Linked DNA regions of Macaca mulatta: region 2 is linked to region 1. A link is a contact called in public Hi-C data. All regions are on one chromosome and are shown on one strand. The core of a region is the stretch at or near the end of the contact, and the rest is flanking DNA. Distances in the headings are between cores, read along the strand shown.

Region 1 (7,002 bases), core at 2,120-4,619:
TGGCAGCTAGAATGGGAAAAATTAAAATGAGACTAATGTGAGCAAAAAACTGCTGAAACTCAAAATTATATGGACCTCGGCCGGGCGCGGTGGCCCAAGCCTGTAATCCCAGCACTTTGGGAGGCTGAGACGGGCGGATCATGAGGTCAGGAGATCGAGACCATCCTGGCTAACACGGTGAAACCCTGTCTCTACTAAAAAAAATATAAAAAATTAGCCGGACGTGGTGGCGGGCGCCTGTAGTCCCAGCTACTCCGGAGGCTGAGGCAGGGGAATGGCGTGAACCCGGGAGGCGGAGCTTGCAGTGAGCCGAGATCGCGCCACTACACTCCAGCCTGGGCGACAGAGCGAGACTCCTTCTCAAAAAAAAAATTATATGGACCTCAATTCTCATGTTCCAATTCAAAAGAGCCAGCAGAACAGTGCATAGCATAGTATAAGAAAGTCCAAATGTGTATCTGTATCACACTGGAATCACCTGGAAAGTTTTGGAATGAATACTAGATCTTTGGGTATAGCGGGTGCAAGGTGGGCCAGAATGTCAACACTGAACATCAAGAAGTTGGAGCGCCTGACACACAATTAAAGGACCCCATTGGCCCTAGCAAATGATGGTGGAAGAGGTGATGTTACAAATCTCTATTTAAAAACATCTCCCAAGTTAATTCTGATGCTCAGATTTGGAAACCACAGGTGTAGGGGGAAAAACACAGCTTTCGTTATCCAATGGCAACTTTACTAAAAACTGCAAGACCTCGAACAATTACTATACTTCTGTGAACGGTAGTTCATTCCCCGGTAGACAGATCATAAAATCACTATTTCAGGGCTGATATAATAGAAATTATACAAAGCATCAAGCACAGTTTCTGGCATACAGATGTTCAATGAGATAGGTCTTATTAAATGGTCTAAAACATCCACTATGTATATTTATAAACACAAGGACACACCTACTGGCACCACTGTGTTATTTTTCTATACTAGAAATTAACTACTTACTTTCCATGTCTGCGGACTTCTAGAGAAATCAGAGCTTTACAAATCTTTCCCCTCCTCTTTTCAGTAACAATGTAAACGTTAAACCCCTCCCCCATCTCTAACACAGATACTTACTACCAACAGATACTTACATGGATGCTTTTAGGAAAATAATGCAGTTTTGCTTTTTAGAAGAGTTTCAGAGTGTTTTAAAGCATATTTAACTTTTCAGATCAGCGTTCTAAGAAACTTTTAATTCACTGCCATTTGAAGTAATATGAAAGCCAACAAGAAGTTTCAGAAAACTGGAACCCATCACCTTCTCAATCTGACTAGTAAATGTCTCCTCATGGTTGTTTTAGAGTAAAACTAAGAAACGAAGCGTAGGGTGCCCACAAGAGAACCATGTTACGGGAAGGCAGACAGACAATGTCCTGGACTCTTTTTTTAGTTTTGTAACCTGGTTGGACTCTACTTCCAATAACTGGAGAATGAAGGAAAAGCCTCAATGCCCTGCCCCCAAGCCGGGCCAGAGAAGACAAAGGCGTCCACTCTCAGATGGCAGGAGAGAAATGGCAGAAGCGCCTCACCTCCAATTTTGACTGGGAGGAGTGGGGGTGCGGGGTCAGGGAGGGAACCCATCAGCCGCGAGGCTCGACGCCCAGTCCCCTTCTTCCATCACAAGTGGGAAGGAGGAAGAAGCTGACCCCAGCCCTTCCCGCTCCGAGCTGGCGGCCTCGTCTTTTGGGTCTGGGGCCGTGGGGAAGGAGAAGGCCGCGCGACCCCAGTCCCATCTCCAGAATTCAGCACCCTGCTCTCGGCTCCCGCTGGCCCCGGGCCTCGCGGCGCCCTGGTCAGCGACATGTCCTCGGAGGGCGCCGCCCGCGCCGCGAGAAAGATGGCGCCCGCCGAGCAACTGCGCCACCAGCCCTGGCGACAGGCCAGGCCCAGCGCCATCTTAGCGCCTTCCAACCGCACCCCCCACCCAAGATCCCGCATTCGGGGCGACTCGGGGGGCGCGAATAGCATCAGGCCCGCGCGCACTCGGCCAAAAAAGCGCCGTCCCAGCCACACAGCTCTTCTGGCCAGCGCGGCGGACAACACGGGCCTCGTAGGAAACGCCCGGCTGGGCCGCGAGTCCTCCGCCCGGCTGGGGACTCAGCCGGACCCGGCCGCGGATCCTCCGCGTGGCTGGGGGCTCGGCCGGATCCGACCGCGGATCCTCTGCGGTGCTTCAGAAGGCAGCGAGCGGCTGGGAAAGGGCAGTCCCGCGGCAGGTGCGCGCCGCCGCCGCGGGCTCGGAGCGGGGCCAGGGCGACTCGCCGGCCCCGAGCTCTCCCCGCCGCAGCCCGGACCTGCTTTCCTCGCCGCGGCCGCCCGCAGATGCGGCGGGAAGGACGAAGCCAGGATGAAAAATAAACCCCGTCTCCGCCGCCTCCCTCCCCACCCTTTCCCCTCCCCCTCCCCAGACGCGGGGTCCATTTTGCCGAGAAGAAAGAAAATGTGATTCACACCCTAGAGCTTCCGAGAGAGAAAAGAAACGAGGGGGGGAAAACAGAGGGGAGGAGATTGGAAAAGCTTATTTTTCTTCCTCGCCCGCCGTCACTCCAGGCCCTCCCTGCCCCCTGCTCGCGGCCCCGCCGCGCCGTCTTCCCCTCGCCGAGCCCTGCTCCCTCCTTCCCGGCTCCCGGCGGCTCCGGGGGGCGGAAAACACACTCACACTCGCGCACACAACTAATTTTAAACCGGCTCAATCAATGAGTCATTAAAAGGCTTCCCTCCCCTCCCCTCCCCACCACCAACCGCCACGCCACCCCCTTCCCGGGCTCTCCCTCTCCCCGCTCCAGAAATTTGCATCCGCGGAAAAGAGAAAAAAAAAAAAGGAAAAAGAAAGGCGCCGGGCCCCCACCTCGCCGAGGCGCCCCCGGCCCGGCCTCGCCGCCCCCTGCCCGCCTGCGCCCCCGCCCGAGACACTGAACTTGGTCTTCCCGGGGCCCCGGCAGCGCTGGGAAAGGCATAAACACTCGATTCCCCTTTTCTCCGTGTCCATTAAACATCCACCCACCACCACCATCACCCACCCACAAACCCACCCCCCCCAAAAAAAAAAAAAACACAGCCTTAGCCAATAGCTCTCTGGGCTGAAACCTAATATCCTGGTTTTGGCAACTCGGTGTTTAATTTGCTCCTCTTTCTTTTCTGGCTGGAGACAGATCTCCAGCCCCCCCTCCCTCGCTTTTCCCCTCCCCGAAGGAAAGAGGCAGAGGAAGGAGGTTGTGTGTTTTTTTTTTCTCCTTGAAATTTTTATCACAAAATTATAATACACTCAAAGGGAAACTCACCGTCATGAAAAAGCAGTGCCTTGTCAACGGGGTTTCTGCGCCATCGCAACAGGGGCGGCGGCGGCGGCGGCGGCGGCGGGCGCGGGGCGCGGGGCGCGAGCGCGGGAGCTCCCGGCCGAGCGGCGCCGGCCACACGCGCTCCGCTCTCTCTCTCGCTCACCCCCGCGCCGGGCGGCGGGCGCCCGCTCCCCGCGCCCGCCCGGCCTTCATGCTCTGCGCCCGGGCAAACCGCTCGCCTGCTCCTCTACCTCCAAACTTCGGTTCTCGCCTGGCAAAAAATGTGGAGATTAGGATTTTTTTAATTAAAAATTTTTTTTTTTTTTTTTTTTTTTTTTGGTAAATCAAGCTCCAAGGATGTTCATTCCTGTTTCCTTTGGGATTCTTTTTAACTTCAGAAATGTACTGGTTTATTCAAGAAAGTTTTATTTGGCTTTAAAAAAAAATTATTAAGATCCACGAGGTGCGTGCTAATTCTCTTGCAGGCTCTCTCTCTACACACACACACACACACACACACACACACAGTTTTAGCTTGACACGCGAACGGGGAAGATTAAAGACAAAAAAAAAAACCTACAAGATTTGTTTAGAACTCTAATTAGAGCAAGCCTCAGTAAATACGTTTTGCATATGCTTTTTAAAAACCAAAACCACTTTTAACTTAGTTATTAGGCAAATAACTGGTTCGTCCTAACTTTTAAATGTACTAAGCTTTCCTTTGCAACACTCTTTCTCCATTCCAAAATTCGTGAAACCTTACCTGTGAAGCCCATATGTGAACATTAAAAAGGAAAACAAAAAACTTTAGTGACCAAAAGGAAGGTGAGGCAGAGTAAATCACTCTCAAAACATTCTACTGCCTTCTCTTTATGTAGATACCTTTTATCTCCATATTTGCGGAATTTTCATTACATAACCCCCTCATTCTTAAAAGAGAGCTAGTCAATCTTTTAACATTCTTTGGTCCAAGTATAACTACCACCCATTTTTTAATCTGAAATCTCAAATTGTTGAAACTTCTCTGTATCCAAAGCATTTAAATTATGTGGCCCAGGGCGGGCGCGGTGGCTCACACCTGTAATTCCAACACTTTGGGAGGCCGAGGCGGGTGGATCACCTGAGGTCAGCAGTTCGAGACCAGTCTGGACAACATAGTGAAACCCTGTGTCTATTAAAAATACAAAAATTAGCTGGGCGTGGTGGTGGGCTCCTGTAATCCCAGCTACTCGGGAGGCTGAGGCAGGAGAATCGCTTGAATCTGGGAGACAAAAGTTGCAGTGAGCCGAGATCGGGCATTGCACTCTAGCCTGGGCGATGGAGCAAGACTCAAAACAAACAAAACAAAACAAAACAACACAACAATATTATGTGGCCTGGAGTGAGAGCAGGTGCCTTTGTAGTCTAGGTTAACTACAAATGCCCACAAAATATACTGGGGGTTTTGTTGTTGTCTTTTATTTTAAATAAACATCAAGGATAGGTAAAAGGTGAATTGTACAGAATGTAATTCAGGTTTTAAAAAATACATATTAAGCCTCAGAAATGTTATAAATTGTTTTAAAATCATTCGTAATACATATAGCAATAGGATCCTGCTGATAAACAGAATGCTCAGCTGCTCTGCCTATGGAGTAGCTGTTCTCAAACGGCTCAAACCCATCTCTCCCAGATATTTGGTGACTTCTCAATAAAACTCTCCCTAGATTAAAATTATTTAAGTGAAATTATTGTATGGTTTCTATATCCCCTCAGCATTAATAAAAACATAAAGGTAGTACACCTTTCTTGCATATATAAGGATACTGTAACTAGACTATGTTGCATAAATTAAATCTGTTGAGGCTGGCATACAATGTTGTCATAGTCAATACAGAAGATCTTTTTAGTTAGGGTACAGTAGTTCAAGCCTATAATCCTAGCACTTTGGGAGGCTGAGGGAGGAGGATCATTTGAGGTTAGAAGTTTGAGACCAGTTTGGACAACACGGCGTGAGATCCCATCTCTAAAAAAAAAATTAAAAATTAGCCAGGTATGTGTGGCACATGCCTGTAGTTCCAGCTACTGGGGAGGCTGAGGCAGGAGGGCTGCTTGAGCCCACAAGTTGGAGGTTGCAGCGAGCTATGGGTAGTTTGACAGAGTGAGACCCTGTCTCTAAAAGATAATAAAAAAGATCTGGCTGGGTGCAGTGGCTCACGCCTGTAATCCCTTTGGAAGGCCGAGATGGGAGGATTGCTTAAGGCCAGGAGTTCACGAGCAGCCTGGCCAACATGACAAAACCCCGTCTCTACCAAAAATACAAAAATTAGCCAGGCATGGTGGCATGCGCCTATAGTCCCAGCTACTAGAGAGAGGCTAAGGCACAAGAATCACTTGAGATTGCGCAAGAGAGCAAGACTCTGTCTCAAAAAACAAAGAAAAACACCATATCTTGTTCTGGTACTGCCATTCTATCATTCATAATGTATGCTTTATATTTAAATGTGCCTTAAAAATACATTCAGTGATTTAGTATCACACAGTATCATCGAGGTGTTTTCTCAGATATTTTGCTTCAAATGTATCCAAGGGCTTCTTGGAACAGTAATCTTTGCATAAATTAGCATATTTCTCTACACTTGATGGTTGGACCAACCAGTTTTCTAATTGGCTTGGAAAATTTTTTAAACATGTTTTAAGGTGCCTTTGGATTGGCTGGGATGTAATTATAATACCCATTTTAAGAATTACATTTCAAGAGTCCATATATTATGCATTGCAATTAGGACCCACCAAGCAAGTTTTACAGCTGTTGCTCCACAGCTCCAATGATATATGTGTGTGTGTGTGTGTATTTTTTTTTTTTTTCTTGAGACAGATCTCCCTCTGTCACCCAGGCTGAAGTGGAGAGGCATGATCATATCTCACTACAGCCTGGAACTCCTGGGCTCCAGGAATTCTCTAGCCTCAGCCTTCCTAGTAGCTGGGAATATAGGTGAACACCAGCACACTCAGCCAATTTTTCAGTTTTTTAGAGACAGGGGTCCAGCCTGACCAACATGGTGAAACACCATCTCTACCAAAAATACAAAAAAAAAAAAAAAAAAATTAGCCAGGCGTGGTGACAGGTGCATGTAATCCCAACTACTCAGGAGGCTGAGGCAAGAGAATTGCTTGAACCCAGGAGGTGGAGGCTGCAGTGAGTTGAGATTGCGCCATTGCACTCCAGCCTGGGCGACAGAGTGAGACTCCATCCCCACCTCACCCCGCAAAAACCAAGAGACAGGGTCTTGCTTTGTTGCCACGGTGGGTTTTGAACTCCTGGGTTAAGTGATCCTTCCGCCTCAGCCTCTCAAACTGCTGGCATTACAGTTGTAAGCCACGGTGCTGGGCCCTCCAGTGAAATAGTAATGGATTTCAGAAAGCTGTCCTCTCAAGTCAGCCACAATTGCAAGGAAACTGAAATCTGACTTTAAAAATGACCTAACAAAGCTGAATTTATATACTCATAAAGAGCTTAGGGCATTGCAGGCTTTTTAAAGATAATGTCCAAATACAAGAACATCAACATTTATTGAAGGTCTTCTAAGTGCCACCAGGCATTATGCTAGATGCTTATACACATTATCATATGAACTTTCACTCAAACCCGAAGAATAAGGTTTAATTATCTGGATTTTGTAAAAGAGGTTCCCAATAGGAT
Region 2 (6,499 bases), core at 811-3,310, 36 kb after region 1:
CACTGCACTTCGGCCCAGGTGACAAAGTGAGACCCTGTTTCAATTTAAAAAATAAGAAAAGGGCCTAGGCACGGTGGCTCACGCCTGTAATCCCAGCACCTTGGAAGGCAGAGGCGGGCAGATCATGAGGTCAGGAGTTTGAGACCAGCCTGGCCAACATAGTGAAACCCCATCTCTACTAAAAGTATTAAAAAAAAAATTAGCCAGGCGTGGTGGTGGCTGCCTGAGGCGGGAGAATTGCTTGAACCTGGGAGGCAGAGGTTGCAGTGAGCTGAGATTGTGCCACTGCACTCTGGCCTGGGCGATAGAGCAAGACTCTGTCTCAAAAAAAAAAAAAAAAGGAACTCCCAATCTTTTAAAGGTATATAGTGAAATATTTATAGACAATAAAATATGAAATAATATAATATCTGGGATCTGCCAAAAAATAATCAGGGTGAGAGGTGGGGAAGTGACTAGGGTTTTACAGGAAACAAGATTGTCAGTTGGTAACTGTTTTTTAAAAAGTTATTATTTTTATTGATATACAATAATTGTACATATTTATGAGGTACATGTGATATTTTGATACATGCATACAATATGTAATGGTCAAATTAGAATAATTGGGATATCTATTACTTCAAACATTTATCACTTCTTTGTGTTGGGAACATTTCAAATTCTTTCTTCTAGCTATTTTAAAATATACATCATTGTTAACTCAAATTAGGCTACTGTGCTACCTGACACGAGAACTTATTCCCTCTATCTAACTTGTACCTTTGTGCCCTTTAACCAATCTCACTTCATCTCCCGCCACTTCCCAGCCTCTGGTAACTATCATTCTACACTCCATCTCCATATGATCAACTTTTTCAGTTCCCATATACAAGTGAGAACATGTGATATTTTTCTTTCTGTTCCTGGCTTATTTACTTAACATCAGTTGGCAGTTGTTGAAGCTGGGTGATAGGTATATGGGTCCTTGGAACACTCTTCTAATACTCTCTCCATGTTATGTATGTTGGAAATTTTCAAAAAATTAAAGGGGGGATCTAAATCTAACAAATAGAACCATAAAGTATCTAAATTGTTGTTAAATAAACAGTAAAGTCCATAACACGTTAGAATTCTTTCATTTTTCAAGATGTCTACAAGAGAGTAGTACCTTGATTCACAAGCCCTTTGAGATATCATTGAAAGTAGGATGCAGAACTCAGAGCTGCTTGCCTTTTGCTACATTTCCCCTGTAATGCATTCCCCACTCTCCTTCCATCAAAACAGGCACTTACCTCTGACAAGCTGGGATCTATTTCAAAGATGCATGCTGAATCCACTGCCCTCAAATGGCAGAGAGAGGATGCAAATACAGCCAGGCAATACCAGCCATTTCGCAGCCTTCCTACTGTGTTTGAGCTTAGAAACAGTTTTATCTCCATTTCTTGACCACATGCCACACAGCCTGCAGCTGTGCAGGGGGCTGTAAAGAACTGTCAAGCCAGTGCTTCACAATGACCATATCACCTACTGACCCCTTTCCACTCCTCCTCACATCAGTCTTTGAAACTGCCCCTAACACACTGGGTCAACTGGGTGACCTGTCAAGCTCTGTTTTTAACTGTTTCCTTTTCTTAAAAGTTCGAACTAACCAACTTCAAGTATTTTTCTAGAAAAATAAATCTTCTCTAAATCTTCTTTGCTTGAGTCAACATTTCATAAAATAAAGCAGCTATTGCAATTCTCCAGGACTTGGACAAGACAACTAGCTATATTTCATCCACCAGCTTTCAGACCCACAGTTTTATGAAATAAACCTGCTTTTCTGAAAAAAAAAAAAAAAAAAAAGAAGGCCAGGCACAATGGCTCACGCCTGTAATCCCAGCACTATGGGAGGCCGAGGCGGGCGCATCACCTGAGGTCGGGAGTTCAAGACCAGCCTGATCAACATGGAGAAACCCCGTCTCTACTAAAAATACAAAGCTAGCCGGGCCCGGTGGCGCATGCCTGTAATCCCAGCTACTCAGGAGGCTGAGGCAGGAGAATCGCTTGAACCCGGGAAGCGGATTGCGGTGAGCCGAGATCGCGCCACTGCACTCCAGCCTCGGCAACAAGAGCATAACTCCGTCTCAAAAAAAAAAAAAAAGAAAAAACAGAAGCCTCACCTAGTCTGCCCGTAAAACAAGACTAGTGAAAACGATGACTACGCACAAGGGTAAGCACCATTGTGTTTCGACACCCCCTTTTCCATCGGATGCACGCAGGCACGCGGACACACAAACCCTGCCCCCGCGCCCCGCCTGCGCGCGGAATCTGCCACACGGTATGAACTGTGCTCTCAGCGGAGAAATACTCTGCTCGGCCAAGAAATTTATGTGTGTTTTGTTTTAAGTGGGAAGGAAAGGAAGAGAGTGGGGCGTGAAAATGGGAGATGTTTTAATTCAGATTTAATTCAAAGGCTCTCGTTTCCTCCCATCTTTTTCTGCATCAAAATGCAGGTAGATCGGTGAAATTTCAAGTTTCTTGGGCCGTTAAATACCCCAATTTAAACGATGGAGGCTGGGAACTGGGGATATAAGGAGGAAACCCAGGGTTGGAAAGGCGGGCAGGGTTAAGGAGGTCCGGGAGCTCCGCAGGGCTGAGGAAACCTGCGAGGCTGCCGCGCCCGGGCAGCGGCTGCGTCTCGGGTTCTTGCCCTGCCCGCTGCCTCGGGTTTTTGCCAGTGACTGCGCCGTCTTGGCTGCCCACCCACACCTCGGGTTGGTCCCGACTTTAGGCTAGGCCATTCACTTCCGGTGACAAATCCCTCCCACCACCCCTAGAAATAATGTACCGCTTCGCCCACCGCTTTCCTAAGACCGACCGCCCCAGACAGCCACAGAGCCCGGGGCTAGGGTCTCACCCCAGCGCGGCCGGCGACGCCCAGCTGCGGAGGGAGTGGCCGGGACGGAGCTCGGGGAGGGCAGGGAAGAAAGAAGGGGGTGTGGATCTCACCTTCCCCCGCCCCCACCCCTTCGACTGCAGCAATTGGCCAAAAAAATAGTAATCCTTTTTAGACTCCCTCAGGGCCCCTCGAACCCAGTTGCAGTGAGGAACTCAGTCTCTCCCATCGCAGTGCCCCTCGCCTTCTCCCGCCCCTGTAACTGCCTCCGGGGGTTCAGGAGCCCCCAGGCCGCGCCGAACTGCAGTGGATGGGGGGAGGGGGGCGAGAAGGATGAGGGCTACGGGGCGGCAGAAATAGGTTGGGGGAAGGGGTGGTGGAAGGGAAAAGAAAAAACCGGAGGCATGCAAGCGGCTCCCTAGCCAGCTGTTCCAGCTGCTGCTTCCTCCGGCGCGGGCCGGGCGGTGCAATATTCCCCCCCCTCCATCTTTCTCACCACTACCTGTCCCCCCAACCCATCACACGCACTCATCCCTCCCATCCACACCCCTAGTAGCGGATCTCCGGCCTGTAAGGGGGTAGTAGGGAGGAGCTGGGGGGAGGGGGAGGCCTGCGAGTTTCTAACCTTGTTCTTATAAACAAACCCACATGTGCAGCTGCCGCTGCTGCAACTCACCCCACAATCCCGGATATAAGTCCTGCCCCTTTAAGAGGAAAAAAAGATTCCCCCGCCTGCCTCCCACCCCACCCATCCACAAGAACCTTTGTCTTCCCACCCCCATAGTCAGTAGGCCCCGCCCCTTCTCTCCACCCCCTCCGACGCAGAAGAACCAATAGGCGAAGAAAATAAGGCCGGGGGTCTGACATCATCGTGTTAGGCCAATCACCGGAGGCGTTGGTGGGAGGCCTCACAGAGACCACACCCGGAGGAAGGAAGACGAGAGAGGAAGCTTGAAGTCAACATGGAGTCAGTCAGTTGCTCTGCTGCTGCTGTCAGGACTGGGGACATGGAGTCCCAGCGGGACCTGAGCCTGGTGCCTGAGCGGCTTCAGAGACGCGAACAAGAGCGGCAGCTGGAAGTGGAAAGGCGGAAACAAAAGCGGCAGAACCAGGAGGCAGAGAAAGAGAACAGCCACTTTTTCGCCGCCACCTTTGCTCGGGAGCGAGCGGCCGTGGAAGAGCTTCTGGAGCGCGCGGAGTCGGTCGAGGGGCTGGAGGAGGCAGCCTCTCGGCTCCAGGGGCTACAGAAACTTCTCAACGACTCGGTTTTTTTCCTAGCCGCTTACGACCTGCGGCAGGGACAACAGGCGCTGGCGCGGCTGCAGGCGGCCCTGGACGAGCGGCGCCGGGAGCTGCAGCCCAAGAAGCGTTTCGCTTTCAAGACCCGGAGAAAGGATGCTGCTTCGTCTACCAAAGTAGACGCGGCTCCTGGCATCCCCCCGGCAGTTGAAAGCTTACGGGACTCCCCGCTGCCCAAGAAGGCGGAAGGAGACCTCGGCTCCAGCTGGGTGTGCGGATTCTCCAACCTGGAGTCCCAAGTCTTGGAGAAGAGAGCCAGCGAGTTGCACCAGCGCGACGTCCTTTTGACCGAACTGAGCAACTGCACAGTCAAACTGTATGGAAATCCCAACACCCTGCGGCTAACCAGAACCCACAACTGCAAGCTGCTCTGCGGTCCGGTGTCCACCTCTGTTTTCCTGGAGGACTGCAGTGACTGCGTGCTGGCAGTGGCCTGCCAACAGCTCCGCATACACAGTACGAAAGACACTCGCGTCTTTCTGCAGGTGACCAGCAGGGCCATCGTGGAGGACTGCAGTGGGATCCAGTTCGCCCCTTACACCTGGAGCTACCCGGAGATCGACAAGGACTTCGAGAGCTCTGGTTTAGATAGGAGCAAAAATAACTGGAACGATGTTGACGATTTTAACTGGTTGGCCCGGGATATGGCCTCCCCAAACTGGAGTATTCTTCCTGAAGAGGAGCGAAATATCCAGTGGGACTAAGCAGTTGTCACTCTGTTCTTCACTCCTACCAAATACTTTCCACGTTGGACTTTCCCCCTTATTGGGTCTCGAAGTTTACTTATTGTCACACTGTGTATGTTTTCAGCATTTTAAGGCTTGAGATTGTAATGGGCTCCTACTTGTGATTTCCATTAAATTCGTAACAGGCGTGAGCCACCACGCCAAGGCTTTATTTATTTATTTTTATCACAATAGTTGAGGCAATAAGGGGGAAGGAGGGTGATTATGTTGCTTTGTAATGGTTTGTGATATTTGAAACATCGCGGTGCATAATAAAGTAGGTCTTCGATGAATACATGGGTTTGTTTTGTGTGTGTGTGTGTGTGTGTGTGTGTGTGTTTTTAGAGATGGGCTCTCCTTATGTTGTCCAGGCTGGTCTCGAACTCCTGACCTCAAGCGATTCTGCTGCTTCGGCCTCCCAAAGCACTCGGATTATAGACGGGAACCAACAGTGCCCAGGTATAAATACATGTTTAATAAATTCCAGGGCTGAGCCCAGGGACTCACCCCTGCAATCCCAGCACTTTAGGAGGCTGAGGTGGGTGGATCATTTGAGGTCAAGAGTTGGAGACCAGGTGCCAGGTGAAACCCCATCTCTACTAAAAACACAAAAATTAGCTGGGCTTGATAGTTCACACCTGTAGTCCCAGCTACTCAGGATAATTGCTTGAACCTGGGAGGCAGAGGTTGCAGTGAGCCAAGATCACGCCACTGCACTCCAGCCTGGGTGACAGAGCCAGATTCTGTCTCAAAACAACAACAAAATAGGTAATTCCTTTGTCCCTAGCCATTCAGTTCCTTTGGAGAGTCATCACTCTTTTTTTTTTTTTGAGACGAAGTTTCACTCTTGTTGCCTAGGCTGGAGTGCAATGGCGTGATCTCAGCTCACTGCAACCTCAGCCTCCCTGGTTCAAGTGATTCTCCTGCCTCAACCTCCCGAGTAGCTGGGACTACAGGTGCACGCCATCACCCCCAGCTAATTTGTGTGTTTTTTGTAGAGAGGGCTTTGCCATGTTGCCCAGGCTGGTCTCAAACTCCTGAGCTCAAGCAATCTGTCCCCCTTGGTCTTCCAAGTGCTGGGTGGCGGTGCGTGTTTGTAATCCCAGCTACTCGGGATGCTGAGGCATGAGAATTCTTTGAACTTGGCAAGAGGAGGTAGCAGTGAGCCATTATTGTGCCACTGCATTTCCAGAGCAAGACCCTGTATCAAAAAAAAAAAGGAGGTGGTGTCAGGCGTGGTGGCTCATTCCTGTAATCCCAGCACTTTGGGAGGCCGAGGCAGGCAGCTCACCTGAGGTCAGGAGTTCGAGACCAGCCTGGCCAACAGGGGGAAACCTCGTCACTACTAAAAATACAAAAATTAGCTGGGCATGGTGGCACATGCTTGTAATCTCAGCTACTGGGGAGACTGAGGCAGGAGAATCTCTTGAGCCTGGGAGGCAGAGGTTACAAGGTTACAGTGTGCTGAGATCGTGCCACTGCACTTCAGCCTGGGCGACAAGAGCAAAACTCCATCTCAGAAAAAAAAAAAAAAAAAAGGAAATTTTTGGGTCTTTGCCAGTTTGATGGTTAAAAAATGTTACTTTCCTCTACTAGTAATGGTAATCATCTCCTA

Evidence for each region. Hi-C and Micro-C count contacts between places; a contact is called where the count stands out from the background.
Region 2: a contact with region 1 is called in a Hi-C map of liver, with 2.2 times the contacts expected there. The contact joins the promoter of PRPH2 here to the promoter of BICRAL in region 1. A contact is called at or near these places in 5 of 14 Hi-C or Micro-C datasets (blood, cortical neurons, fetal cortex germinal zone and 2 more).

What each region holds. Positions count from the first base shown.
Region 1 is chr4:139,354,539-139,361,540 of T2T-MMU8v2.0, forward strand. BICRAL (BICRA like chromatin remodeling complex associated protein) reads right to left here and starts at 3,370. Exons shown (of 12, transcript XM_028847558.2): 1 at 3,324-3,370. It also overlaps the pseudogene LOC100428306.
Region 2 is chr4:139,391,769-139,398,267 of T2T-MMU8v2.0, forward strand. PRPH2 (peripherin 2) reads left to right here and starts at 2,061. Exons shown (of 2, transcript XR_013416390.1): 1 at 2,061-2,194. It overlaps TBCC (tubulin folding cofactor C), which reads left to right and starts at 3,796. Exons shown (of 1, transcript XM_015136361.3): 1 at 3,796-5,177. The coding sequence starts at 3,823. The coding sequence ends at 4,863.